Linked DNA regions of Danio rerio: regions 2 and 3 are each linked to region 1. The links are chromatin contacts, called in public Hi-C and HiChIP or PLAC-seq maps. All regions are on one chromosome and are shown on one strand. Each heading gives the region's core, a stretch centred on a gene start, on an enhancer-like site or on the middle of the called end of the contact. The rest is flanking DNA. Distances are from core to core; before and after follow the strand shown.

Region 1 (4,115 bases), core at 679-3,178:
GGATAAACTTTTAATTCGATACAAAAAGATGCAGATAAACTGCGATGGAAACACTTTTACCGAACAAATTCCAGTATGTGCATTAAAAAGGTCATGTGATTTTGTTATAAGAGATCATGTGATGGTAAAAATGTTTGTGAATGGAGAAACCAGCAGGCTGAGCACATTGTAAAACATCTTAAATGTTGTTTTGGTCATTCTAAAATGCCTTAACCTTTCTAGTATTAGTGTTATTATATTATTAATTACCTTCAGAATCAAGAGCGTCTGTGCTCCACGTCTCACGCCTTCAAACACCACCACATGTTCACTGAGTGTCAGGATTGCCTTCTGAGGTGCAAGTCATTTATAAAATGAAGAAAAGATTCACGCAGCTTCTCTTACCACCGCAAATTCCACTTTTACTGTTTATATTTGGCCCGAGTTAATCAGGAAGTGACAATTTTGTTCGCTTTGACTCGTTGGATGGAAACGCTGCTTTATTCGCTCATCTTTTATGCAATAATCCAGTTTTGCGCATAAAGTTCATTTGCATTTTTGGATGGAAACATAGCTAACGGCTGTGCAAAGTTGCTGGATATGGGCTGGAACTGGAACACACTGTCATAAATGCTGGTCCAAACATGAACACTAAATTCACAGGCAGCAGCTCTGGTGGAATATCGTGCAGTCTGCATGTCAATTGCATGCTCACTCTAAACTTCCCGACATCTGCGGTATTGTTCTGTTTTATAAAAACTGCACATTTAGAGTTATATGCCACACTTGAGAGGTGGATGGGTTACCCCGGCAAAGGAGAATTGAGCTTATGAAAAAGGGGAGCAAAACAAAATTAATGCATTAATTTTTTTATCGAGTGTCTGTTTATCATTTTTAATTGAATAATGTTATGTAGTGTGCCTTAAATGTTAACTGACCCTAGAAACGCATTAAAACATGCAAGCAATGTGTAAACAATGTGTCACCATACTATATTTTATTTCAGCATGTTTTCCATCTATCTATCTATCTATCTATCTATCTATCTATCTATCTATCTATCTATCTATCTATCTATCTATCTATCTATCTATCTATCTATCTATCTATCTATCTATCTATCTATCTATCTATCAAGCAGGAACTGTCCCTTTACAACTCGTCTATTGTATATAATATAGCTTGGTGTAAATTAAAATCCTGTTTTATGTAATATTTGCTCTGTTGGTTTACCATTTAAAATACTTTTCTTGAGGCAAACTGGAGTCTCCATTCAGTACTATGTGGTTCATGCACTCGTCGCTGATTGGACCAGTGGCGTGTCAATCATCGTGACGTCTTATTGTTGCTAGGGCGTTGCAAAGAAACCAGCCGGTTAAGGCAATCCTGAAAGCGGCACTGGGAACCGGGGACTTTGCGTACAATTGTAAAGAAACTGTTAACGCGTCGTCTTTATGATTTGGATATGTTGGAACTTAGAGAATGCGTTCAGCGGACAGGCTCTCATAAATAAGGTGAGATAAAGCAATGCGTGCGTTTTGATGTCGCCGTACTTTTAGTTTTGAAATCAGCCTTTTATTGACATTCTCGCGACCCAATCAGAAGAGTGATTTTAAATCGACTTAAAATACGATTGGCTGTAGGTAGTGTGGGTGTGTCTTAATATTTCGTTTCGTTTAAATATTGATTATAGCATGTATTATTGCAACAGTTCTGTAATCCCATTAAAAGGCATACAGTTTTGAAGTTAATCTCCGTTTTCGGGGCGTTTAAATCGAAGATTTATCCTGGAAAACAAACACGTCCTGTTTAAATCAACATTCAGTGTAGCCAATCAGCGCTCAGCACTGGATTTTGATCGACAGCTCCTCTACCTCAGGTGGGGGTTGGGGCTGTTGAAGTTGATAACGCCGCCATCTTGAAAAGTGAACTCTGATGGTCTCTCTTTTCGCGCCTGTCACAATCTGTTATAAACACCTCATTTTTCATACCTCTCCCCGTTTTTCTTTTTTATTCCGGTGACCGTTTTACCTTAAGGTTCGCCAGTCTTCATGCCGGGCTTTGGGAGTATTCCGCTTTCTTAATCGGTACGTATTTGTGTTATGTGTGTCTCTGTTAGCTTAGCATTAGCCAGCTGCACTTCTCTGTTTTGCCGAGTCAGAATGGGTTGTATTTTCAACACTTTATCTTATTTGTCTAAATAATGCTCACATTTAAGATGTGTACGGCATATTTAAACCCACCCGGGGTCTATAAAAGTTTCAAATATGTATTATCTTCCCGGCGGAAGCTCAGTGTCGGCCAAAGCCGGGCCCCGACATGCTGAAAAACTTCAGAAAGTGAGACACAAAGGTTGTGTGTCATAAGCCAGTGAGCTGTCCACCTAGACAACACTTTGCGGTAAGCAAACCTCTTATGAAAGTCCCATTGGAATGTTTCTACTGAACTTGCTTTCCCCAAAGTGCTGTCTAGGCAGACAGCTCACTAGTATTTGATGCACAGATGAAAGCCCCTTTTAAATTATATTTAGGACCCAGTGTTTATATTGGCCTCATTATTAAACGTCACTAGTTCTTTCTTATTGATCATTTAGGATTTTTCTGAAGGGTTAAGAGTTAACATGCGTTTTAGTGGACATTTTGAACGCAACCCTCATGCTCTGTTCGATATGTGCAGATCACAGGTCTGTGTTATTTGGCTCATGTCTTTTTGTCTTATAAGTAACTACGTTAGGGATTGGCTTCTGTTATCACGCTCACCCTTGTAAACAGTCTTAGTTGTTTTGACATGGCAGCACATTTTTCTAGTGCACTGAGGCAGATCATCTTTTCAGACTTGATTTTGAGTGCAACCGGAGGACTTGTGGTGGTGGTGGTTGTTGTTGTGGCCTCTGGGATGCTGGAGAGGTTTGGCAACCCTTTTTATAGCCCCAGAGAGGGAGTCACGAGGATTTTCTTCAGCACAGAGTTACTCAAGCTGAATGGTACAGGTGATCTAATGTCAGTTTGTTGTTCTTCGACCTTTTTGCACAGGATAAAGTTGGTGGAAGTGAACCTGAAAAGATTTGAACGGCAATAAATACACAGCTTTTTGATAAAGTATGAGACTAGCAAATCTGTAGCAGAAATTGTCATCTCATGGTGAAAATACAAGTTTAGGTTTAATGCAAATATCTACATATTCCCGACAACTGAACGCATTACGTGACAAATTTCCGTACTCTAAAGATAAATAGTCTAGGTCAGAAGTATATTATGTGCTTGATGCTTTTATGCATTTTCGTGTACCATTAAATTGGCATAAATATAGTCTCAGATGCTGCGGTGTAGTTCATCTATACAATTAAATAAGAGCTGTCTGGTTCACCGCTGCACATTTATTTAAAACTCGTCGTGCTACATGCGTCACTGTCCTGACTAGCGAGTTCAGTATCAGAGGATGTGCTGCTGATAATCATTTACAGATCTGTCACTTTCATGCACTGTAATTGATGCTTGTCACTTATGCTATTTTTATATGTCAACATTGTAATTTTCGGGACTTTCATTTAACTATTAAGTGTCTACAATTTCGGAAAGTTGCCTTTTTTGGTCTATGCTGCATTTATTTGATTAATAATACAAAGAAGTGTATTAAAGGAAAATAATAGGACTTGCAATAGGATCACTTTTTATATAACGATTTAACCCTTTAACTAACCCAACCAAGATAAACATTTAACTTTGAAACACTTAACTCCTAATGTTGCTAGTTAAAACACTCAATGCATTTTTTTTCAACACATCTCATAATTTTTAAAATATCAACCTTTACCAAATGGTCGATATGGCGGTTTGTTAAAAGTATCGGAATTAATACATATGCTATGAAAAATATAGTGTATAGACCAATTTATTTTAAAATAGAATCAAAATAAAACATTTTTGAATACTAAATCACCTTTATTTTTTAAAGCATGCCATTAAAATATTTCAGATTCACATTTTCTTTTTTTTCTTCTTTTTTTTTTTTAGAATAAAACCAAAATCAAGTGTAGTAGTGCAACAGGATTATCTTTGTTTGATTTATTTGTAAATCAACAATGCTGTGCAGTGTAAACCATTATTTAAAACTGTCAGAATATGGTCAACCATTTG
Region 2 (4,115 bases), core at 413-2,912, 160 kb before region 1:
AATGTTGAAAATTCTGAGAAAAACAATGAAATCAGTCATTTTAAACCACAAATAATCTGAAAATAGCATAATAGAGGCACTTTTCTCAATTTGTTTTTCTTCTGTTTCCTTTTCTTGCATATAAATTAATAAATAAATGCTTTACAAGATGTGAATACTGTCAAAGTCTAACAACTCAAAAAAAAATGCAAATCCTGAAAAAAATACCATCAAATCAGTCATTTTACAACGCAAAAAAATCTGAAAATAGCATAGAAGCACTTCTCGTTTTTTTTCTCAGTGTTTCTTTTTGCATACATAAATAAATAAAAATAAATTATGTAAATCATTTTAAAGCATAAAAACTAAAGAAATACTGCAAATCCTGAGGAAAAACACCATTAATCAGTCATTTTATGCTGGAAGAAATCTGAAAATGGCATAAATAAAGTTTGATTACTTTGCCATTTAAGTACTTCGAAATAAATATTATAATTTAACGTTATGTTTATTGTTTATGTTACATTTTTGTCAAGTATATTTCATATATATGATGATATTGTGATAAGTAATATAAAAATATCCCCGTTTAATTTTTTAACATTTTGTACATATATACTATATACACACACACCCACAGTACCCCCACCCACCCCACTGACAAAGGTCCAGTATTTGTCCAATGCATAAGCTCATTTGTCCAATGACTGTTATACCATCATAAATTATCAAAATAACCCATCAAAATGGCGGAATCTGATGCAAGTCAACTTTCACTGTATTTTTGTTATAGGGAAAACATTTTTTAAGTAACTTGTAATCTAAATCTTGGACCTTAATCTCGTTGTGAAGTTGTGAAGCACCGAAAGCGACCCATATTATTACTTATTAGACTGTTGTTGTTCTTCATGAATTTTCAAATGTACTTTGTTTTTACAAGAAAAGTTGTGATGCTCTCTACAGTATTATGTTTCTTTTTCATTATTCAAATAGGCAAATTTGGAGACAGAGAAAAGCTGAACGACCAATTTATTATTTGCCAATTAAATGACAATAGGCCACAGTTTCAAATGTAAAACTTTAACAGATTGATATTTTCAGTATGTGATATATCATAAAGTAGCTTTAAAGTAGCCTCTTCTTCATGTTTCTTCATGTACACAAAAAGCGTCCATTCGACAAGCTAATCCAGCAAAAAAAAAGTGATTAAAATCTCTCTAAAATGCAGAATTTAAACCACATAATTAAATTAAAATAAGTCGAATGGTCCAGTTTTTGAGAAAAAAAACCCCTTTCACTAGGCAGGCTACAGTCCTGTATATATATATATATATATATATATATATATATATATATATATATATATATATATATATATATATATATATATATATATATATATATATATATATATATATATATATATATATATATATATATATATATATATATATATATATACGTAACTTATATGTTCACAAGTAAAGTCTTCACTTTCGTTGTAGGCTAAATTATTTATAAAACCTTCTATTAACGATATTTAAGAAACTGCCAATGCAGTGATAATATAATCAACAACTAAATGTAGCTTAATTAGCCGTTAATTAATTTACGATCCAATCAAAACAAACGTGAAATGTATGAGCCGAGGACTTTGATTTTGACGCACTCGCGGACGCGGCGTGACCCGGAAATCCTGTATTTCCTCTTGTCGCATCACCCGTGTATCTTGTCTGTCAGCAAGCTGTTACTTACATAAACTATTCGATTGAAAATATGAAACATTTGACAGGGGAGTGACAATAAACCGCCGCCGCATTGAAGAATGAGATGCTGTTTTGTCGCTCGTGTTCGTAAACCGCAATAAAGAAGAGGGTTCTGGAAACGCTGCTGTTTACATCGAGACTAACACATTTATTTTGCTTCAGTTGGTAAGTGGATCCTCGTTAACCTATTGTGTGTTCGACAGGATTAGGACATATGTTTGTTTTCTGATTTCTTTGTGATAATATATTTATTCTTCAAACTATTCCAGTCAAATTGTATATTTTAATTGTGATAAGGGTGTGTCTGAGGGGAAAAAATAACAGATTCAGATGCAAGTCAGTTAGAAGACACATGTTCCTTTGTAAAGGGCAAACAATGATGTCGTTTGTTTTCACATTCCTAAATTAACTGCCCCGTATTAACCTAGAAAAGGCTCTTAAAAAGTTCATAACCATAATATTAAACACACCAGCATTTTGAGTGTGCTTTTACATAATGCAATTGAATGTTAACCTTTACACTTAAACATATCATATTAAGTTTAACAACGTTATTAATCACACCAAGGGCTTTTAAATTAGGGCAGTAGCATCGTGATACAGCAGTTACATAAAGAGGCAAATCACTTACAAACCATATTTAAAAATTTCATAATAACTTCATAAATAGTTCAAAAAAGTACTCGTATGTTAAACATTTAAAACTTGCTAAAATGTAAGCCTTATTGCCTCTGGAACAAAGGTGAATATATATTTGTTACACTATAAAACCCAACAGTCAATTTTATCAAATGAAATGAATGTAGTTAACTCAAAATTGACAAAGTTAATTCTACTCATTTAAAAAGAGTTTTGAACTCGGTGCTGAAGGTAATGAGTTTATTAAATACCTCATTACTAGGACCAGACAGAATCTGCTGACATTTTTTTTGCTATTTCTGCAGAGAATTTTGTAAAAAATCTGCGGATTTATGCGGAATTATTTTGGGGGATCGTAACTATAAATAAATAAAATAAAAATAATACTTTTTTTAACTTTCATTTAATGTTTACAATTCAAATCCATCTAGATCAGGGATGTCAAACTTAATTCCTGGAGGGCCACAGCCCTGCACAGTGTAGTTCCAACCCTGCTCCAACACATTTACCTGTAGGTTTTATACAAGCCTGAAGGAAAATTAGTTTGATCAGGTGTGTTTAATTAGGGTTAAAACTAAACGAAGCAGGGCTTCGGCCCTCCAGGAATTTAGTTTGACATCCCTGATCTAGATCCACTTATTAGGTAAACAAAGCAAGTCTCTCATATAATATGTATGCTGAAAGACAGAAAATAATACTTTACAAACTGTATTGTATTTGTAAATAAATCAAAGGAACACTTTTAAATTAATCAATAATATTACTGAAATTGTTCAAAAACAAAATAAATATAAATGTACACACATTTACACAAATAAATATGACTCAATGGGCCAAATATCTGCAGAAATCTGCAGATTTCTACGCGCACAGATTCTGTGTAGGCCTACTCATTACTTCAACTTAAATGGAGGAAGTTCACGGTACTCATAGATTAGTTTTTAACTCAAATGGTTTGTAGCAATCGGTTTCCTCACACGGTTTGGGTTGCTCTAACTTGTTGGGTTTTACAGTACTCAGTTGGTTTAAGTTCTCTTCATTTATTGGGTTTTACTGTGCTCAAATTGCTTCATTTACTCAAAGATTAAGTTCAAAGTACTCATTAGGATTAGTTTATGAATGTAAATGTTGCAATCGGTTTCCACAAATGGTTTGAGTTTTTGGGTTTTACAGTGTAGAAGAGCATTTGATGCTTCTAAACCTTTTTTCTAGAGGACAGTAGTATAAAAAAGGCTTCAGAGGAGGGGAATCATTTCCTATCACACTTAGATTTGTTTCTTATTATTTGCTGTTTATGTAACTCAGCTAGATTCAAGAGGCAAACCAATAATCTTGGATCAAGTCTTGACTAAGTTTTGAAGGCGATTTGTGTTTCAAACAGAAAGTGAGGAGAACCAGCATGAAAAGGAAAAGCTTGATATACTTAATATAGCTAGTATAAAAAGTTCTCTATTTTCTCTACACAGTAATAGTTCAGTTTCCTAAGAACATAGTTGAAATCAGAATTATTAAACCCCTTTAAAAAAAATCTTTTTTAAATATTTCCCAAATGATGCAAGGAAATGTTCACAGTATGTCTGATAATATTTTTTTCTTCTGGAGGAAGTCTTGTTTGTTTTATTTTGGCTAGAATAAAAGCAGTTTTTAAAGTTTTAAAAACATTTTAAGGTCAAAATTATTAGCCCCTTTAAGCTATTTATTTTTTTCCAATAGTCTTCAGAGCAAACCATC
Region 3 (4,115 bases), core at 695-3,194, 140 kb before region 1:
TGTTATGTGACAGCGTTGATGTTTGCAGTTACTTTATGTGTTAATATATCAAATAATAATAATATGGCAGCGTGTTTGAGCTTGTGAAATGTACAGATAATAAATCTGGATAACAAAAAAATAATTAAACAACAATAGCCATAAAAATAGAAATCACACCACAATATAAATAACAGAACTTTATTTTTTTTTAAACCACATAAGGGACTGACTGCATTTTACTTGCATTGCTATTATTGGTTACTATTACTGGAACATGATAAGTTAGTAATTTTGGGGGTGGGGGTGGGGGATGATAAATGCAGAGTTGGCTGGTTGGCCATTATTTGGGAGGGAAAAACAACTATATATTTATCCTTTATTTTAAGGTAACACAATTGTATTACTACACTGTAAAATGCAAAAAGTCAAGGTAACTCAAACCATTTGAGAAAACTGATTGCAACAAACCATTTAAGTTCAAAAACTATAATGAGTTCTGTAAAACCCAATAAGTTAAGGCAACTCAAACTGTTTGAGTAAACCGATTGCTACAAATCATTTGAGTTAAAGAACTAATCTATATTAATACTGTGAACTTACCCCATTTAAGTTGAAGTCATGATGTATTTAATTAATTTAATACCTTTAACACTGAGTTCAAAAATCTTTTCAAATGAGTAGAATTAACTTTCAGTCAATTTTGAGTTAACTACACTCATTTTATTTGATAAAGTTGACTGTTGGGTTTTACAGTGTTTTATTGTTGTTGTTGTTGTTGTCGTCACTGTAATCATTATTTAGAATAAAATACAATAATATTTGACAATAAAATGCTCAGTCCACATGTTTGCAATCAATGCCTAGATTTAAAGTTCTTTTCTGTTTTTAAAAGTTCTTGCCTTTATTTTATGGTTACAATTAAAAATAGGACTAAAAACATGTCAAATTGATTGAAAACATCAGTTTATTCAGAGTTTAACAAATAAGAAACAATTTGAAACTTGATTTTCCCCCTTAAGTTCAGTCTTATTCCTTTTAGAATATTATATAATATATTCATTCATTCATTTTCTCTTCGGCTTAGTTCCTTTATTAATCTGGGGTCGCCACAGCGGAATGAACCACCAACTTATCCAGCATATGTTTTACGCAGCGGATGCCCTTCCAGCTGCAACCCATCTCTGGAAAACATCCATACACACTCATGCACTACGAACAATTTAGCTTACCCAATTGACCTATACCACATGTTTTTGGACTTGGGCAAACCGGAGCACCTGGAGAAAACCCATGCCAACACAGGGAGGCCAAGTTAACCTAATTAACCTAGTTAAGCCTTTAAATGTCACTTTAAGCTGTATAAAAGTCTCTTGAAAAATATCTAATCAAATATTATTTACTGTCATCATGGCAAAGTGAAATAAATCAGTTATTAGAAATTAGTTATTAAAACTATCATGTTTAGAAATGTGTTGAAAAAATCTTCTCTCCGCCAAACAGAAATTGGCGAAAAAATAAAGAGGGGGTGTTATTATTTAGGGGGGCTTATAATTCTGATTTCTTAATATAATTAAGATAATAATTCTGTATATATATATATCAGAATTATTATCTTAATTATATTAAGAAATCAGAATTATCTGGCTGGCAACACACCATAAAGCTAAATGCTTAGTTGTTTAGTTATTCATATCACTTTACTGCAACGTTAAAAAGAAAAACATATATATATATATATATATATATATATATATATATATATATATATATATATATATATATATATATATATATATATATATATATATGTTTTTCTTTTTAACGTTGCAGTAAAGTGATATGAATAACTAAACAACTAAGCATTTAGCTTTATGGTGTGTTGCCAGCCAGACGAGCGCTCCACAGCGCCGCGCAATCCCTGTTGATGACGTCGATCAGTTTCCGCTGTCAGTCAGTCATTCCCCTCCTCGTGCCTCCTCTACTATCGCTAGAAAAGTCGCTCGGGCGAAAAAAAAGTCCGATTGATCGACCTACGGACTAACAAACTTTCTCCTAACACCAATACCTCGAAGAAATGGAGCTGGGATTATGGAATTAAAGCCCAGAGCGCTTGCGATGGAGATTTTATTGCTGGAACTGCTGCTTTGTTGTAGTCTGACGGTGATTCGCGGTGAGTAAAAGAGTTTTTGTGGAGTTTTCCTGCGGCTCGGAGGTGTTGAAGTCATTATAGCTCGGCGAACAATGTGATACAAAGTAAAAACGCACGAGCGCGAGACTAAACCGCTGCTTGGCTGGGTTTTGCCTTACTTTACGCGCATTTTGTTTTGGTACGAGTATTTTACAGCTAAAAATACAACTATAGTAACTTTAGTGAACTGAGTGTGCGAGAAGTTTATCGTAACCTCATTCTGAGGTGGGTTTGTAAACCGAGATTTGCTTTTCTGCAAGCTTGGTTGAAGCTTTTAAACAAAAAACAAAACGAAAATCCTTTTGGTGATTCCTGTTGGAAGTGTTTGACTTGGTTTCATCCGAGTTTTTTTTAAGTTCCCAAGACGTGTAAACTGCTCTGGTTGTAGTGTTATGGAGGCCTCGGTGGTGTCGGGTGTCAAACAGCGAGAAAAGAGTGTAAAATGTATTACTTTGAGTCTGAAACTATTCTAAAGACGTGCTACTTTTTATTTTACCTGAATGGGAGCAGTTGCGGTAAGAGTTAAGTGGATATGCTAACGACGTAAACATGACTACGTGCATCAAGAGTGAATAAAGAAACACTTTTAACGAGCTCAAAGACCCTCAAAATATAAAGAGTTGGATTTTTTGTGTGTTTGATAACTTTTATAACATTTACTAAAGTGATAATTCGCTTAAGGTTAACAGATAACTCGTTTAAAAGTTGATTAAATTTAGTTTTTTGGTCTACATAGGTAGTCAATGGTCATGACTTAAAAGATATGTGTAAATACCTGTATGTATCTAGACACCATTAGCACTATTTTAACTAGTCATTTAGAATGGACCAGGAGAGTAAAAAGACTTAACGTGTTATAATAAAGAAGCGAATAGTTACAAAAAAGGCATAATAGTTCAAATAATGAAGTAAAATTGTATGAAAGTTGGATATGCTTACGATATACAGTGGATTTGCCAACGACTTAAGAGTAAGAGTAAGTGCATCAAGAGTAAATAAACGCTTTTAATAAGCTCAAAGACATTCAAAATATAAAGAGTTAGTTTTTTGTGTCTTTGATAACTTTTATTACATTAACTAATGTGATAATTTGTTTACAGTTACCAAGTTATTAGTTTAAAAGTTTATAAAATTAGTTTTCTGGTCTACATGGGCAGTTGATGGTCATGACTTTAAAGATTAGCTTGTGTGTAAATACCTGTCGGTATCTAGTCACCATTTGCACTATTTTAATTGGTCATTTAGAATGGACCAGGAGAGTAAAAAGCCTTGATATGTTATTATAAATGAGTTAATAGTTACGAATAGGCATGGAATGACAACCGTTTTCAAGGTATACTGCAGTTTGAAAAAGTTAAGGTTTTAAAACTGCCTTAATTTTCTGTAATGCCGTTCCCAAGGTATGTGAAATATTTTTTTAATTACATTTTTTTTTTTTTACCAAAGATGTCATTTTAAAACTAATGAAGACAGCAGAAGTCAATGAGTAATTTTAATTATTTAGCCTGACATGTTTACTGCTCCAAAACATTTGAAATATTTCTCAAAATAAAATATATTGTGTTTGAAGGGGAAAAAGTTGTTGTTTTTAACCCAGATATTTAAAAAGAACTTATTTTAGAGCAGTAATCACAATACCGTAAAACCGTGATATTTTTATCCAAGGTTATCATACCATCAAATTCTTTACCGACCCATGCCTAGTTACGAAATAATAGTTCGTAGTTATAGCCACAATAGTTCAAATAATGAAGTAAAATTGTATTCCAGTTGCTGTAACGTGGATATGCTAACGACGTAAACATGACTTACTTGCATCAAGAGTAAACTAAATTCAGTTTTTTTTTTTCCATTACATTAACTAAGATTAGGACATGATAATTAGTTCACAGTTAACAGGTAATTAGTTTAAAAGTAAAAAATAATTCTCGTCTAGATGGGTAGT

The links. Hi-C and Micro-C count contacts between places; a contact is called where the count stands out from the background. HiChIP or PLAC-seq counts read pairs in DNA pulled down with a chosen protein or histone mark.
Region 2: a Hi-C map of hematopoietic stem cells shows a contact between it and region 1, with 3 times the contacts expected there. The contact joins the promoter of wu:fa25f02 here to the promoter of ppp6r3 in region 1. A contact is called at or near these places in 5 of 18 Hi-C or Micro-C datasets (caudal fin, embryo, fibroblasts and 2 more) and 3 of 4 datasets of contacts at active chromatin or transcription factors (caudal fin, embryo and gastrula embryo).
Region 3: an H3K4me3 HiChIP or PLAC-seq map of gastrula embryo shows a contact between it and region 1, with 4 times the contacts expected there. The contact joins the promoter of lrp5 here to the promoter of ppp6r3 in region 1. A contact is called at or near these places in 3 of 18 Hi-C or Micro-C datasets (caudal fin, embryo and fibroblasts) and 3 of 4 datasets of contacts at active chromatin or transcription factors (caudal fin, embryo and gastrula embryo).

What each region holds. Positions count from the first base shown.
Region 1 is chr25:11,445,897-11,450,011 of GRCz12tu, reverse strand. ppp6r3 (protein phosphatase 6, regulatory subunit 3) reads left to right here and starts at 1,928. Exons shown (of 25, transcript NM_199684.2): 1 at 1,928-2,066.
Region 2 is chr25:11,609,941-11,614,055 of GRCz12tu, reverse strand. wu:fa25f02 reads left to right here and starts at 1,662. Exons shown (of 5, transcript XM_685812.11): 1 at 1,662-1,910.
Region 3 is chr25:11,586,443-11,590,557 of GRCz12tu, reverse strand. It overlaps lrp5 (low density lipoprotein receptor-related protein 5), which reads left to right and starts at 1,944. Exons shown (of 24, transcript NM_001430956.1): 1 at 1,944-2,152. The coding sequence starts at 2,071.